Regions from separate parts of the Anser cygnoides genome. Here regions 2 and 3 are each linked to region 1. The links are chromatin contacts, called in public Hi-C maps. All regions are on one chromosome and are shown on one strand. The core of a region is the stretch at or near the end of the contact, and the rest is flanking DNA. Distances in the headings are between cores, read along the strand shown.

Region 1 (4,631 bases), core at 1,056-3,555:
GTTGACTGAGGCAGGTTTTAGGATAGTCTTTTCATTTAGTGCCTGGAAATCATGTAAACACAGCTCATTTGCTTCTGTTACCTAGCATGACTGTCTCAGGATATAGTCACAAATCCTCTTTCAGCTCCAGCTCTCCACAGCCATTCATCGCTGCATTCATACTGGAAATTACTACCCCATCAGTGAAGTGGCTCACATGAGCAAGTCCCCAGCTTTCTCTAACCTGGTTAACTAACCTGGTGAAAATGGTGGTCCTCTTTGTCTAAATTATCAGGGAACCACTCAGCATGCAAGTGGGAGAGGAAGAATACTCACAGGTGGGTGTGGAAAGAACAAGTGAGGAACAGATAAAGTGATCTCTTTAGGAAGCACATCTGGAGAATGAAAGTCAGGTCTTTGTGAGCAGCAGTCCATTGCCATTTCAGTGCAAATGCAGAATATCAGCATGCTTCAGTTTCGTTCCTGTCTTGGAAAATATCCCATATCTACCACGTAGTCTGAAAATTCTTGCTTTGCGTGAGGTTGGAGATGTCTGTACCTCTGGCAAGTTAATCACATCTCCAGAGCACTGGAAGCTGTGGAGAGAATATTTTCCTTTTTGAAGCAGTCTCATATTAATATCTCTATGAGTAGGAAAATAAAGAACTGACATTGGCAAAGATGATTTGAGCAGATCCCAAAAGAGAGGCAGAAAGAAGTTATAGGGCAAACAATATCTCACATTAGGATGCAAGTCTACTCTCTTCCTCTCCTTGCTTCACCCTTATCAAATTTCCCCACAGAAATCAAAGTCCATTACTTCCCAAAAGTAGAGGGATCCACATACTGACAATAGAGCCCCAAAGACACATCTATGTCCTTGGTGAGCCATGAAAAATTAGGGATCGCAGAGTTAAAAATATTCATGGAAAAAATGAATCTCATAACAGATTAGAATTTTTTAGAGTGGCTTGTCCGAAACATATCCTGTTTCCAGCTGCACTTGTTTGGCTGGCGCAATTAGTCACATGTATACCATAGTATTGTTATCTTCTCATCTCATTCCCTGTCATCCTTTCTTTGTTTTCTCCTCCTGAAAAGAGGAGGGATGGATTTGATGACTCCTAATCTCTATGATTCTTTCATAGTAACTTCCAACTTCCTAGCTAAAGTGTTTATCAGAGTGAAATTAATGATTCAGAACAGGAAATGCACTGCAAGGGAAGTGGAACTATGAGGGTAAGACCTAACCTAGTAAAGCTAAAAGTAGATTGTACAGAAATGTATTCTTCATCATATCAAAGTACCACAATAAGGATAAAAATCATGAAGAATTGATGGTACCAAGCAGCAGTAATACTTTCCATGGTGGCAATTCTGTACACTGAATTCTCTTTGCCATTGTTAGATTTTGAAAGCTTATGGGTGAATTTGTCTCTCATATGGTTCTCAGAACACAGTATTTGACTTTCCGTCATCTCCTAAGTTCTGCTGGGGTGATCTGAGAAGTGTGTGTGGAGAAGCGTACAGATTTTTCTGCTTCTTGCAAGCAGTCAAACAAGGTAATGTTCTCCTTGTTCTTGCTTCATTGAGTGGGCAGAAAAAAGGTCTTGTCCTCAAACATTTTCACAAGCTCTTTAGTAGCAGGTGTATCAAAGGTAATTTTCCTACTCCTTTATGATGCTCTGAAAACAGTCTGTAGGAGGTACACTTTAATACAAATCGTACGCCCTTCAAGCTTATCAAAGTGTACTTGGATCGGTATCATTAGGGTTTCAGAGTCTTTATAGTTTTTGTGATAGTGAATAACAACATGTACTTGAATTATAGACTGATATATGTGTTCACATAACTTTTGACACAGTTGGATCAGAATAACAAAACCTGTTGCAGTGATAAGAGTGTCAGTAAACGATTAAGCGATCTTCTGAACCAGCCCAAACAACAGCAAACTGTTTATAGCTTTTAATATGCTTCTGACTGCATTAGATCCGTGTATCCCTCCCCGCCCCAAAAATTCTCATGCACATTTTTTGCAGATTTGTTTCCCTAGAGATTGTACTGCATTTCTGTGAAACAAACTGGCTGTGAATGCTAAATCTGGTCACAACCCAGAGGACCCTACTCCAGCCCAAGCCTATTTAGGAAGGGAACAGCAATTTGTTTTCAATGACTTCACTCACCCTTACTGCAATGTTTCCAGTAAATTCAGGCGTTGTTCTTCTCATGTGAGCTCAGCATGTCATTTCTAATGTGCCCCTGACTGAAATTTTGCATTAGTTACTGAAAAAAGTTTTTTTTTTTGTTTAAATGTTCTTTATCTTCCATGTAATTATGCTGAATCATTGTAAAAAGAAAAAAATCTGATGAGCTATCCATATAAATACTAAACGACATTAGATCATCACAACTGGTGCTGTTAAAGCAAACATAAATACCTAATTATTAGCCAGCAGATCTAAAATGCTGCCAAATAGGTTTTGGTCACTATGTTTATACAGTGACAGATTTTCATGTTAGTCATATCCTTCTGAACAAATGTTTTGGATGGACTCTTAAATCAGTGTCCACAAGGAAATAGGAGGCAGCCAAACTCTCTTGAATGTCTGCCATTGACAAAGGTTAAGCATTTACAGTCACTCTCCGCCTAAGTATTCTAAGGAAACATTAAGGAGTGAAAAACAGAAGGCGAGGATGTTCTGTACTCTCAGCAACAATGCAGCAAGGGCGACAGAAACAGATCCAAAACAGCCAGTTACTGGGCCAGATCCTGTTCCCATTAACGTCAATGGTAAAACTCCCTTTTGGTCTAGAGGGACTAGGATGGGGCAATGGGTCTTTAAACTGACTGAGGAAGAAATAGCGAGGTCTTGACTTCTCTCTTTTTGCTTCCACTTCTTATTCATGAAGTGGACTATTTATTTATTTATTTATTTATTTTACTTAGTCCCCTTTGGGACTGAGTAAAACTGAGTCAGGATGTAAGCATGTACCTTAACCAGCCTGTTAGGAAGGCTAATACATTTTATATCTACTTAAAGTAATTTCCCTAAAAATTATACCCATTTTCCCCATTTCTTTTTTTTGGACATTTATAACATTTAAATCTATTCTGTCCCATTTAGTTTCACTCACAAAATCAGTTGGAGTAGACCAATGGAGCAATTTGGTTTGAGGGAAAATAGCAATAGGGCTGGGATACATTTTAAACCTAGGGGAATTTTGTTGTTGGAGCCATCACTTCATATGGATATAAGGCCATATATTTTCGGATGAGTTCATGGTCTCTGCCCCAGCTTTTAAACTTTACCCTTCACATAAACCTCATTACAGGGGTTAAGACAGATGGATGTATGTAATTTGCTGACCCAGCGGCCAGGTCCTGATATTTCTACAGTAAGATGAATATACCTGGAGGCACCCCAAGGAATGGACTAGCATGGAGAACTGCTTGCAGGCTTACAGGAGAAAGGGGATATGTCCCTCCTTCTCACCTGAACTACATGTCAGTAATTTTGCATTTTGATCTCCTTCTCACCTTTTGGACAAATAGACAAGACAGAAGGACATATAACATGTACTTCACCATTTCTTGTCTTTCAGCACTGAAGATCCAAGGGCAAAACTTCTCTGAATTTTGTATACTTATGTACTTGTGCAAACATATTGCAGAATAGGGGAGACAAATATATCTAGAATTTAGATCCTTTTTTAGATCCTGCTTTTACCCTTTAGTGTTCCACTTTTCTTATCCCTTAATGAGCAAGAGATGACGATTTGTGCATAAAATGAAAATATAGATATTACTCCTGAAGTCAGACAGTCTCTACAGAATGAAAAATTGCTTTCCTAAATCTCTGCTTTTCAGTCCTTAAAAGAAGTGTCATTGAGAATATAAAGCTATTAAGCAGGTCTGAAGATGATTTTACATTACTTTAGTCTTTTGGGGATTTTAAAGATTGTTTGTTTTTTATAAAATAAGATATGCTTCTGTTTGCACTGTAGTCAATGACAAGACCTGTGAATATCTGTGGAAGAGAGATGGCACCTTTGGTCCAGAGGCTGCAAAATGCACAACAGCTGTACCTGTGATGTAACTGCTGTACCATGGAAGGGCAGAAACCACACAGAAAATTTTGATGAGAAGGATCAACAGGCACTAGGGGACCTGAAAGCCACTGCTCCCTTGTTTTGTTCTGATCTATTAGTAGCAACTTCTTTAGGAAAGAGATGATGGAATGGAATGAGTTATCAAATATTTCATGTTCAGGTCACATATTGACCCCAGCATTAACTAATTCTCATTCCATCACTGTCCTTATAAGAAACAGACTGATGGTAAAAATTACGTAGGGCCCTCTGAGCCAGAAGTTTCTTGAAATCAACCAAACCTGCCCAAATCAACCTCTTGCACCATGAACTTAGAGTTCACCTTTCCCTATTTTTTTTTCTTTATTCTCCTCTAAACAGAAAAAGCTACAAGTAGTTCCTCGGTTTCTCAGAGCGTTCCAAATAGAAGGGGAAATCTTTGCTTGGCCCTGGTCTTTACCCTTTCACAGGACTATAAACGTTAGCAGTGGAATACAAAGCAATTTCACTGGAGGCACAAAGGCAGGAGGAGTCTGGGCCACAACCTTATCTCCTACATCAGG
Region 2 (4,631 bases), core at 600-3,099, 560 kb after region 1:
GAGATCTGCAAAACTCCACAGAAGCTATATGTGTTATGCATAAAGATTTTGACCTTTGAATCCAATTTGAAGCAGCTATTGAGAGAAAAATGAATGAGTCGGTTCCAAAACCATCAAACTAGGAGATGCAGATTAGCTCTGAATTAGCTGTTGAGTATAAGCATCCCACATTCAGAAATCTTATAAGCTTCGTTCATATAGAAGATGTGTTAGAGACAACAAGGCTACTTGTAGGACGATTCACCACAGGAGCAACTGGCAGTGAGTCAGCTCATTTGCAGAGCTTGACAACTCTGGCTCTCAGTCCTGTGTCCATATCACTATCAAACATACTTTGTCTCATTCTGAAGTCTTTGCAGCAACAGTTGAGCTGCTTCAAGCATCGATCTGCAGCCCAAGGGAGTCCTGATGTAATGTAAATAATAGCAATAGTAATAATAATAAAAATCCATACTAATTGCCATTTAACTTCACTCTCGTTATTAGTCACTAATGAAACACTAACATTCTCCCCTAAATCTTGCATAAACAATCCAATGCGGCTTTGAAACATAAACATCCACTGACAAATGAAACAGATTTCATTAGCCATTTCCTATATGATAGATATCCTGGTGTTATTAATGTCCTTCTAAGTAAACATTGACTGTATTAAAATGAATACTGAAAAGAAATCATTAAACAGTAGTATATTAACAGGAATGGCAACTCAGTTCATCTATCATGGGCAAATACTTTCTTGTGGTCAAAATCATCCGGAGATGAAAATAAATGTATAAAATATGCTGTATTTTCTCCTCACTTTTCACATTGTTGTGTCCCCCTTGAGCATTTTTGATAGTCAGAATAGTAAATGAAGAAATTAATTTTCTTTCTTCATTAGTTTTTCTACTCAGTGATGTCCATGCCACAGACTCCAAGCAGTCTCTGCCCTGAGGAGCATGCAGTTTACATAAGACAGAGAAACAGCTTTGGGAAATCCACAAAAAAAAGTATTAATAGTATTTTTTATTAGTGATTTGTACTTTACATATTACTATTTATGAAATTCTATCATGCTAAACTTCTTTAAACCCCTGGAGTGAGACTAACCACACTCCAAGGTGTGTTAATGTCTTCTGGCAGAAAATGTTTTCCTTAGCAATTCCCTTGTTATTTTTTTGCAATATTTTACGTAAAATCACGTACCCCTAAATATTTGAGGGAAGGAGAAACTGCACTGCATTTCTCAGTCTATGAGGGGGGTGAATTACAGCAAGACTGTGAGCCCAGGAGGTGAGGTGGCTGGCACGCCACCAGGACCGCGGAGAGGTGCGAGCAGCAGGTGCTGCTGGGCTGCCTGACCGTAGCTCCCCTGGCCAGGTTGTGCAACCTCCTCCTTTCCCCCAGCCCCCAGGAAGGCTGGCAGCACTTTGCCACATCCTGGGGTGCTGTGAGAGTGAATGCACTGGCAAGCTCTCAAATACTTTTCGTAACAACAAATAATTGCTCATATGGCTAAGGCCACAGAGTACCCCTCAAATCTTCCTTGAGTTCAGCTATCCTGGCAAATCCATGTCATTCAGCACGCTTCGCCCGGTATGCGTGTTGTTTAGCTTTGCTATTTTTAAGTATGTAGTCATACTTGGAGCTTTTGCTTAGGTCAGAGTCCCTCAGCCCTGGATATTGGACCCTACAGATATATCTGCAGTCCTGAGCAGCTCTGGCAGCAGACGTGGTCAGGTGTCCTGGGCAAGACCTTCAGGGTGTATACTGTACAGACTTCCTGGGAAAAAACAGCTGAAAAGACCCAAATTCAAACCCATTAAGCAACAGCAAGGAGTGTTATCTGGAGAAACCTCACGTGGAAATAGCAGTTTGCCAAATAATCTGCCTCAGTTTCTAAGGTGCTTTTACCTGGAGAAGCAGTCACACATCTAGTCCTTATTTCTAGTAAGACCTGAGTTTGACCGGGTAAAAACCACAGATTTTGCCCCTGCCATTGACAATAGCTGGGTTCACAAAGAACTTCATATGTCATTTACAACAGATTAGGTATTATGGCAATAGCCACACTTGTTACCGACTCTGTTGTACTTTTACCCTCCTACTATAAATGGGACCTTTGTTTGATCTATGACTAAAGTGCAATGAAATTGCAGTTCAGTGGATATCACTTTGCCAGGACTGACCGGATGTTTGTGTTCTGTTAAACATGAATAAATATTGATAGTCCTAATCCTAAAAATCACAACTGCAATAAAAATAAACAGTACGACTCTGTTGTTAATGAGCTTTTGAAGATCAGTTTATATTATTCAGGTAAAACCAGCTTCCCTGTATACATTGTCTTTCTGCAATTACTAGTCCTGGCTTTCATTTTACTTTATTTCCTATGAAACACAGTGAGAAACAGTGTAATGTCCTACAAAGAAAATGCATTTAAATTGTAATAATTTGCATTTAAATACAACGACAACTCTGTCTTTCCTTGTCCTAGTCTTGCTGTGCCATTCACACCTGTTAATTTAATAGCTGGGATCCTCCGTCACAGTGAATTACAAAGAAGATATTGCACGCAAGGACCAGCAAGAGGCCTTAAATTGCACCTGTTTCAGCAGAAGGTCCTGTGGGGTGCATTCCTTAGCTTAACTTGGCTTTAATGGTATGGCTGCAGTGGAAGACTAAGAGGATCCAGGAAGATGTGTTGTGATACGAGCTGTACAAACTTTCCCCTTAGGAGTGTGTCAGGGTGACAGTTTCATGACATGTATCCAGCTAATGCAGATTTAGTAGGAATATGCTGCCTTCCTTGGAGAGGCCATAAGTGCTGAGTACTGATTTTCCGAAGCCTGCCTCTGCAGCCCTCTATGCAGCTTCCTGGCCCACCCGAGAGCATGCTCTGGGGCTGCACTTCTCTGGAAAGCTGCAAGCAGAGCCAGATGCCTACAATGGAGGGCATTCAGGAAGCTCTTGCACAACAGGCTAGAAGTCTGCAGCAGGGACATCTCAAAAACAGGCAGCAAATTTCAGCTCCTGACTGTTGTGTAGTTGTGCACCCCTGGTCAGGTTTGGGACCTGCTGCTTCATGTATGGACAACGTGTCATGTTGATGGCACTAGACGGGTAATATCTGATTTGATGGACAATGAGTTGTTACCAACAAACTTTTGTTTGGAGAGGAGAACTACATTTTGTGACAACAACCTTGAAGGATTGCCAAGATCTCACAGAAAGTCAGCTCTTTGGCATCCTGTGAATATTTTGGCGGCGCAGTACAAATGACGTTGTGACATAAGCAAGCAAGGGACTTTTAACAAGGATTGGCCATTACAAGAAATGACACAGATCAGGGCCATCTCTTCCAGTGCATCCTCCTATAGTTCCCATTGGTCTTGTGATACTCAGCACCTTCTTGGACTTTGTTCAGTTACTTTTACAAATTCAAATTCATTATTTCTTCCAGTTGTAGTAAATGTTAACGTTTGCAACCTCAGCTTAGGGTGTATCTGCACTGAAGGTAAGTAATATTTGCATGTACTACATGCAAAAAATAGTGTAAATTTCTTAAATTGAATGTGATTTATGCCTTTTCAGAATCTGACCATAAATAATTCCCTTGTTATTATAATAAATTAGCTTATGATAAGGATTCTTTTTCTCTTCATTTTAAATTTCTGTTTTCTATGAAAATGTACTGAAAATACTTAGTAGTACATGCTGTTTATACAATGCAAATGAGTACATTTTTGAAACTAACAGAGTGTTTCTGTTCTTAAATGGAAAAAAAAAAAAAAGAGTTAATGAGAATATCAAGTTGTTTGAAAAACCACAAAGTTAGACACCTACAAACTTCTGTGGCTGATCTAAAAAAAAAAAAAAAAAAAAGAATAAAAATGTTCATGCTTCACCCTTTCCGCTCCTTTTTTGTGTGCATGGGCCCCAGCTGACTGAGGCTGAGATAAAACATTATCACGTGTGTCACTTCCATTACGTTCTTGGTACATGTATAATATCAGAATGTACAGAAACTAATTGGGCTGAATTCCAGGTAATTACTCTATTTTGCCGTCACCGCATCTGTTTCACAGTAACTACTTTTTACTTGTGGGAGGAGCTTCTCTGAACCCAATCCAAAACCAATCTGCTCTTCCTTCAGCGTGTTACATACATCTTGGTTTTTGCATCATTCACATAACCACCTGCTTGGGAATTCATCCCAATCGCTTTCTTTGTTGTAGATAAGGCATACATCAACTTATCTGTTCTGGTGGCTTTGGATGAGTCATAAATTTTGGCAGCAGAAAACCCATCTTTTTAACTTACATGGTCCAGCAATAATCCATGAACTAAAATTTATTTAAGTCTAGCTTGCACTGATTAAAGATACTATTCAGCTATATATCACACTGAACACCATTTTTAATATTACTGAAGTGTTTTAGTGTTATACACGAAAGTAAGATATTAAACACAGGAGCTGATTCTTTATATTTCAGAGAAATTGTGCCTTGTCCTCCGCTTGTCCTTGGGTTTCTCTGAATTTCTTCTCCAGGTTGCACTATATCCCAGTACTTCTGCGTAACTGTGACTTCATAGTGACACCAAGAGCAACCTTCACAGGTCATAATTACCCGCATAATTGTTGGAAA
Region 3 (4,631 bases), core at 678-3,177, 520 kb after region 1:
CAAGGTGATTTCACTATGATTTCAGGTATGTGCCATCTGAGGAATAGCTTCCTGCTAGGTTAGGTGAACATGTACAAGAAAAAAAGTGTACAACTACAGCAAGGAAAATCATTTGAAGCTTCAGTTTTTGTTGCTTCTTAAATTGCTTTTGACATCTAGAAAAAAATAAAAATAAAAAATAAAAAAAAATTACAGAGAGAAGTAAAAAAAAAAAATGTAGAAAGGATACTGAAAGCAAAGAGGCAAAGAAGGAGATAAGAAGACCTCAGGACAATACTCTACAGGAGGTGAAGCTTCATGAACAGTTCTAGTTGGTCAAAATAGACACTCAAAAAGATTGGGAAATAAAAGAGAACTGACTGTCAGCTTTAGTCATGAAGTTGTGGAATGGGAGGAGCATTCAGTAAGATGATATGCATGTAAGGCTGATGCTCTTTAATGCTTTATTGCTACATCCTTTAACGAAGCTAGAGCTCCACAAAGCTTAGTTGTCTCTTAACTTCTAATTTTAATGCCCAAGTCCAAAATTTAGATCCTCAGGACAGCTGCTCTGCCATCAACTAGACCTAGAACCATCTAGAGCCTCTAGGTAACTAACCTGAATTTTTACTGTGAAAACTCAAAGAGCTACCTGAATAGATAGATACCTGAAGAAGGACATCCTCAGAGCCTCAGAAGCTAAGGATTTCTTTGTGGAGCTCCCAGAAAACTCACATTTTCCCTGTAGATCTCTCTTGAAGGTTCCAATCTGCAGTAATTCTATGCTCGTTGTGATTCCTCACTTGATGGGACCTTTATGTAAGTTCAGTTGGTCATGTTCTCCTTTGTACTAAAAATCTCTGAACGTGAAATGGAGCTGGAAAGTGAAATCAGACTTCTCTTTCCCTAATTCAGTGATTCAGTGACCCATTCCTTTTCTACATTTCCTTTATTTTCTTCTTTCCTCCTTCTAATGGACAGAATATTTTATTTTTAATTACTTTTTTTTTTTCCCCAACATATGATTGTTTCCACAGGTATGTCTGGAATAAAAGTGCTATCCAAGATCCCCATTAACCATGGTCCTGAGTGCACCATGCATGAGGTGGGAAATGTAAGCCCTCTCAGACAGGTGGAAGTACTCTCTGAACAGTAGATGAGAAGAAGCACCAAAGCTACTGAGGAAATGGATGTTTTTCTGAACAGTTTTGCTGAGAACTGTGTAGCTTCATTTGACTTTGTTTTTGTTTTTAAAGGACAGTGTTTATTTGGACAAGTTATATGTTTGGCCTTCCAAGGACAAACAGATCATTGGAGACGTGAATGGTCTGAGTGCTCATGGCCTTTTCTAATGGTACTATGGTGAAGTGATCTGGCAGTTTTGCCACTTGTGGAGTTCTTTGCTCTCTAGGTCACTGGCACAAAGAGTAGTTCTGATGTCAACACAGAACAAAGTTCCCTGTGATCAGCTGCCTGTTTGCTGTGAATTCACCTATGGCTGAAGTTCTACTTAAGAGCAGAAGGAAGTCCAGTACAGCACTCTTGTTTCTCCAGTGTAAATCTGTAACAAGCCTTCTCCTATGCAAAAATAATGGGCTTGTCCACATGGAATGCTCTTTCTGTCATGATTCTAGGCAGCCTGAATGCTGAATACCCAGTTTTCTTGATCAGCAAGGAGAAGCCTGTTTAAACTATTTTTATTGAGCAAACAACTATCCTGCTCACATTATTAGTGACTGTCACAAATTAGTGACATCTGGCTTGGCTTCCCATATTGCACAACTCTGCACTGACTTCACTATTTTTTATTTAGCTAAAGCATGCATTGACTATAAGAAACCAAGAAAGAGCTAGTCTGTCTTTTCACTTAGGAGTGCCTCCCAATGGTTAAATTTCCCTGTCAGGTCTTTCAAAGCTCATCTTCTGTCTGAGCAAGCAGCTAGGCAAGCTTTCAGCACCTCACAGCAGTGCATTTTCTGTGACTTTCACAGAATTTTGGTGGCTCTTCTCTTTACCCTCCATACATTTTCTTTACATTTATTATCTGAACTGTGAGCAACAAAACTAGATAGTGTGCTCCAGCAAAATCGTTTCCAAACTCCACAGTTTGCTTTTTTTTTTTTTTTTGCTAAGCTGTGGAGTTCTTCCTATCATGATACAATTTTAAACTTTTATTGTCAAATGCTGAAGTAGATTCTGTTGTATAAATATAGTTCATAATTTTGTTTTCTCTTTGAGGCAGAAATTACATCCATAAGAAATAGCCAAAGTATTTATAGCAAATAACTTATTTCATTAATTTTATTCCATCTATTTTTTTTTTCTGTGTATTTGTTTACAACTTTGGAACTGATTGTTGCATATTTTATGCATGAATATTTGAATCCATTTGTTGTGCATAGACTGTGCCAACTGTGTCTCTGGCCGTTCTGTTCTCTTGTTCAATGTAGTTGGCATTTTTAAATGAAAAATTGACACTGTCAGGGACTGCATACTGAATCAGACAGACCTTTGCTCTGATCTGCTGTAATCATCCTTCTATTTGTGTGTATCTACCCTTTGTAAAAAATAAGTCAGAAGTAAAACTTTGTGATATTGAGTTGTTTTAAGAAACTTTTAATAGTTAGGAAAAAATGTAGATGTACCCCAAATAGTTATTATCTGAATAAAATGTTTCTGTTCTTTGAAACATAACTTTTTAGTTCAAAATTTCAATAAATTAATATGAAATATTTGTTTAAGGAAATCAGTAATGGAAATTTTGAAGATTTTTGCTTTTTGTCATGTTTAGGGCAGGGATAAGCCACGCAACACCAGTTGTTCCAGAGACATGACTGGTTTTGGGAGTCTTCCTTCTTTGTGCATATGGCCAAAACTGTCACATACAGAAGATGAGAAACAGATTTCAGCAAAGCTACATTAGCCTTTGTGTGATAATATATTTGAGAGCCTCTGGGAAGAAAAAAAAAGTAAAATAATGTTCCTAAGAACTTTCAAAGGAAATTTAACAGGTATTAAAGAGATTAAAAAAAAATATAATAATTTTCAACATTTTTAAGAAAGAAATAAATTGAGTGAACACTTACTTGTGGAACCATTTTCCAGCTCTAGCATTTTTATTCATGTTAGGAAAAATCCTGAGGCCACTGCCAGAGGTGTAAGATGTTTTTTATAACTAAGATGCTGCTTTCAAAGAATTATGATCAATACCTGGATCTGTTTCCTGCTTTCTGGCCTTGAGTAGGTCACCTAAGCTCTGTACCTCATATTCTTTTTGTAGGGAGGAAGTTTAACATTTTCTGCCTCCTGCTCCTCCCCACCCCCCCACCGTTTTTTTTTTAACCATACATTCTGAGAGAAGGGAGGCCCAGATTTATCTTACCTATCTTTCAGCCCTTCAGGTGCCTAAGATATTTATGTATTGACAAGAAAGAGAAGCTTTTCCACACAGCAACTCTGGCTGACAAATGTCCGAATCACCCCACATAGTGCCCCATTGATTATAGAAGAAGCCTCTAGTGACTTTAGTCCTAAATGAAACATCTCAATTAAACGTCTCTTGTAAGGCAGATGAATCCGGGATGGACTATCTTTTATTAATAAACACTGCGTCTCACAGAATGGCCCTATCTCTGCAGGGGCTGCAAGTGAAATATGAATATTGACAAAATATTAATAATGTTTACGTCTAGCAAATGACAAAGTTGGTTTTTAAAATGTGTGGATGTTTTTTTCTTGTTCCCCCCCACTTTTTTTTTAAGCATCTACACAAATACAAATCATCTGAAGTGCACATGTTCTTTCATTATCAGGATTTAATCTTTAAAGGTACATCAAAGTTACTTAAGTAAAGCCTAAAATGTCAAATTGACTGAAATCAAAGTCAGGTAGACTCAGCAAAGGGGTTATTGTCCACTGGTGTTTCTAAAATGCTCTGTTCTTGGAAGTGGAAAGGAAAATTATCAGGAAGGCTTCCCTGGGTGACAACAATTTGTCCACTCTTTCCTGCCTTCCTTAGGGCCGTAAATCTTATCTTTTACAAATGAGGCTTTCAAAGTTCAAAGGACAGTTCTTCAAAATTCTGTGAAGTCAGGTCACCTTATCAGTGCTCTCCCAGTTGAGCAGCTCTTACACGAGTTTGCAGTAAGGGCTGAACATGCAGGTTCAGAGCACTTGATTTATTTCTCTGTCTGTGGGCCCTGGGCTTGCAGGACTCTACAATAAAAGAGGATGATGGCAGAGCTGTTTTCCAGAAAATGTACTTTTGAGAGCATTCCTGTTAGGAAAATGTTCTTTTGCAAATATTTACTCCCCTTTCAACTGAACCCTGAAAACAAAGGTTCCAACTGTGCAGGCTGAACTGGCTGCAGGCCACCCTATGTTATCAGTGTGTGTGTATTTATGGGAGACAGGACACTGCAATGATTTACCTCTGATTTTGGCAAAGTGGGCACAAATGTAGCCCTTAAAATGGGCTTGAAAACTCAGTTCCTCTGCTCATCTCAGGGATGATTTTTCTTTCTGTTTTAGCCTGAGGTCAGGGCAGTTCCTTCTAACGTGGAAAAAAAGAACAGCTCCATTCTCATCCCAGCCTGTCTCCTGGTGGTGGATGACAAACCATGCTGGATCATCAGCTGTGGCACAGACCTCCC

The links. A called contact is a pair of places that touch in the nucleus more often than the background predicts.
Region 2: a Hi-C map of liver shows a contact between it and region 1, with 2.9 times the contacts expected there. The contact joins two enhancer-like sites. A contact is called at or near these places in 2 of 7 Hi-C or Micro-C datasets (both in liver).
Region 3: a contact with region 1 is called in a Hi-C map of liver, with 19 times the contacts expected there. The contact joins two enhancer-like sites. A contact is called at or near these places in 2 of 7 Hi-C or Micro-C datasets (both in liver).

The regions. Positions count from the first base shown.
Region 1 is chr2:153,522,540-153,527,170 of Taihu_goose_T2T_genome, reverse strand. No RefSeq gene overlaps it. Among named protein-coding and RNA genes, the nearest start is that of MYC, 350 kb to the right of the region's middle. Within about 2 kb of position 2,305, at least 1 of the 3 cell types and tissues checked has open chromatin away from gene starts, as enhancers often do. A contact at or near this core is called in liver, where this site is marked.
Region 2 is chr2:152,963,854-152,968,484 of Taihu_goose_T2T_genome, reverse strand. No RefSeq gene overlaps it. Among named protein-coding and RNA genes, the nearest start is that of MYC, 210 kb to the left of the region's middle. Within about 2 kb of position 1,849, at least 1 of the 3 cell types and tissues checked has open chromatin away from gene starts, as enhancers often do. A contact at or near this core is called in liver, where this site is marked.
Region 3 is chr2:152,999,422-153,004,052 of Taihu_goose_T2T_genome, reverse strand. No RefSeq gene overlaps it. Among named protein-coding and RNA genes, the nearest start is that of MYC, 170 kb to the left of the region's middle. Within about 2 kb of position 1,927, at least 2 of the 3 cell types and tissues checked have open chromatin away from gene starts, as enhancers often do. A contact at or near this core is called in liver, where this site is marked.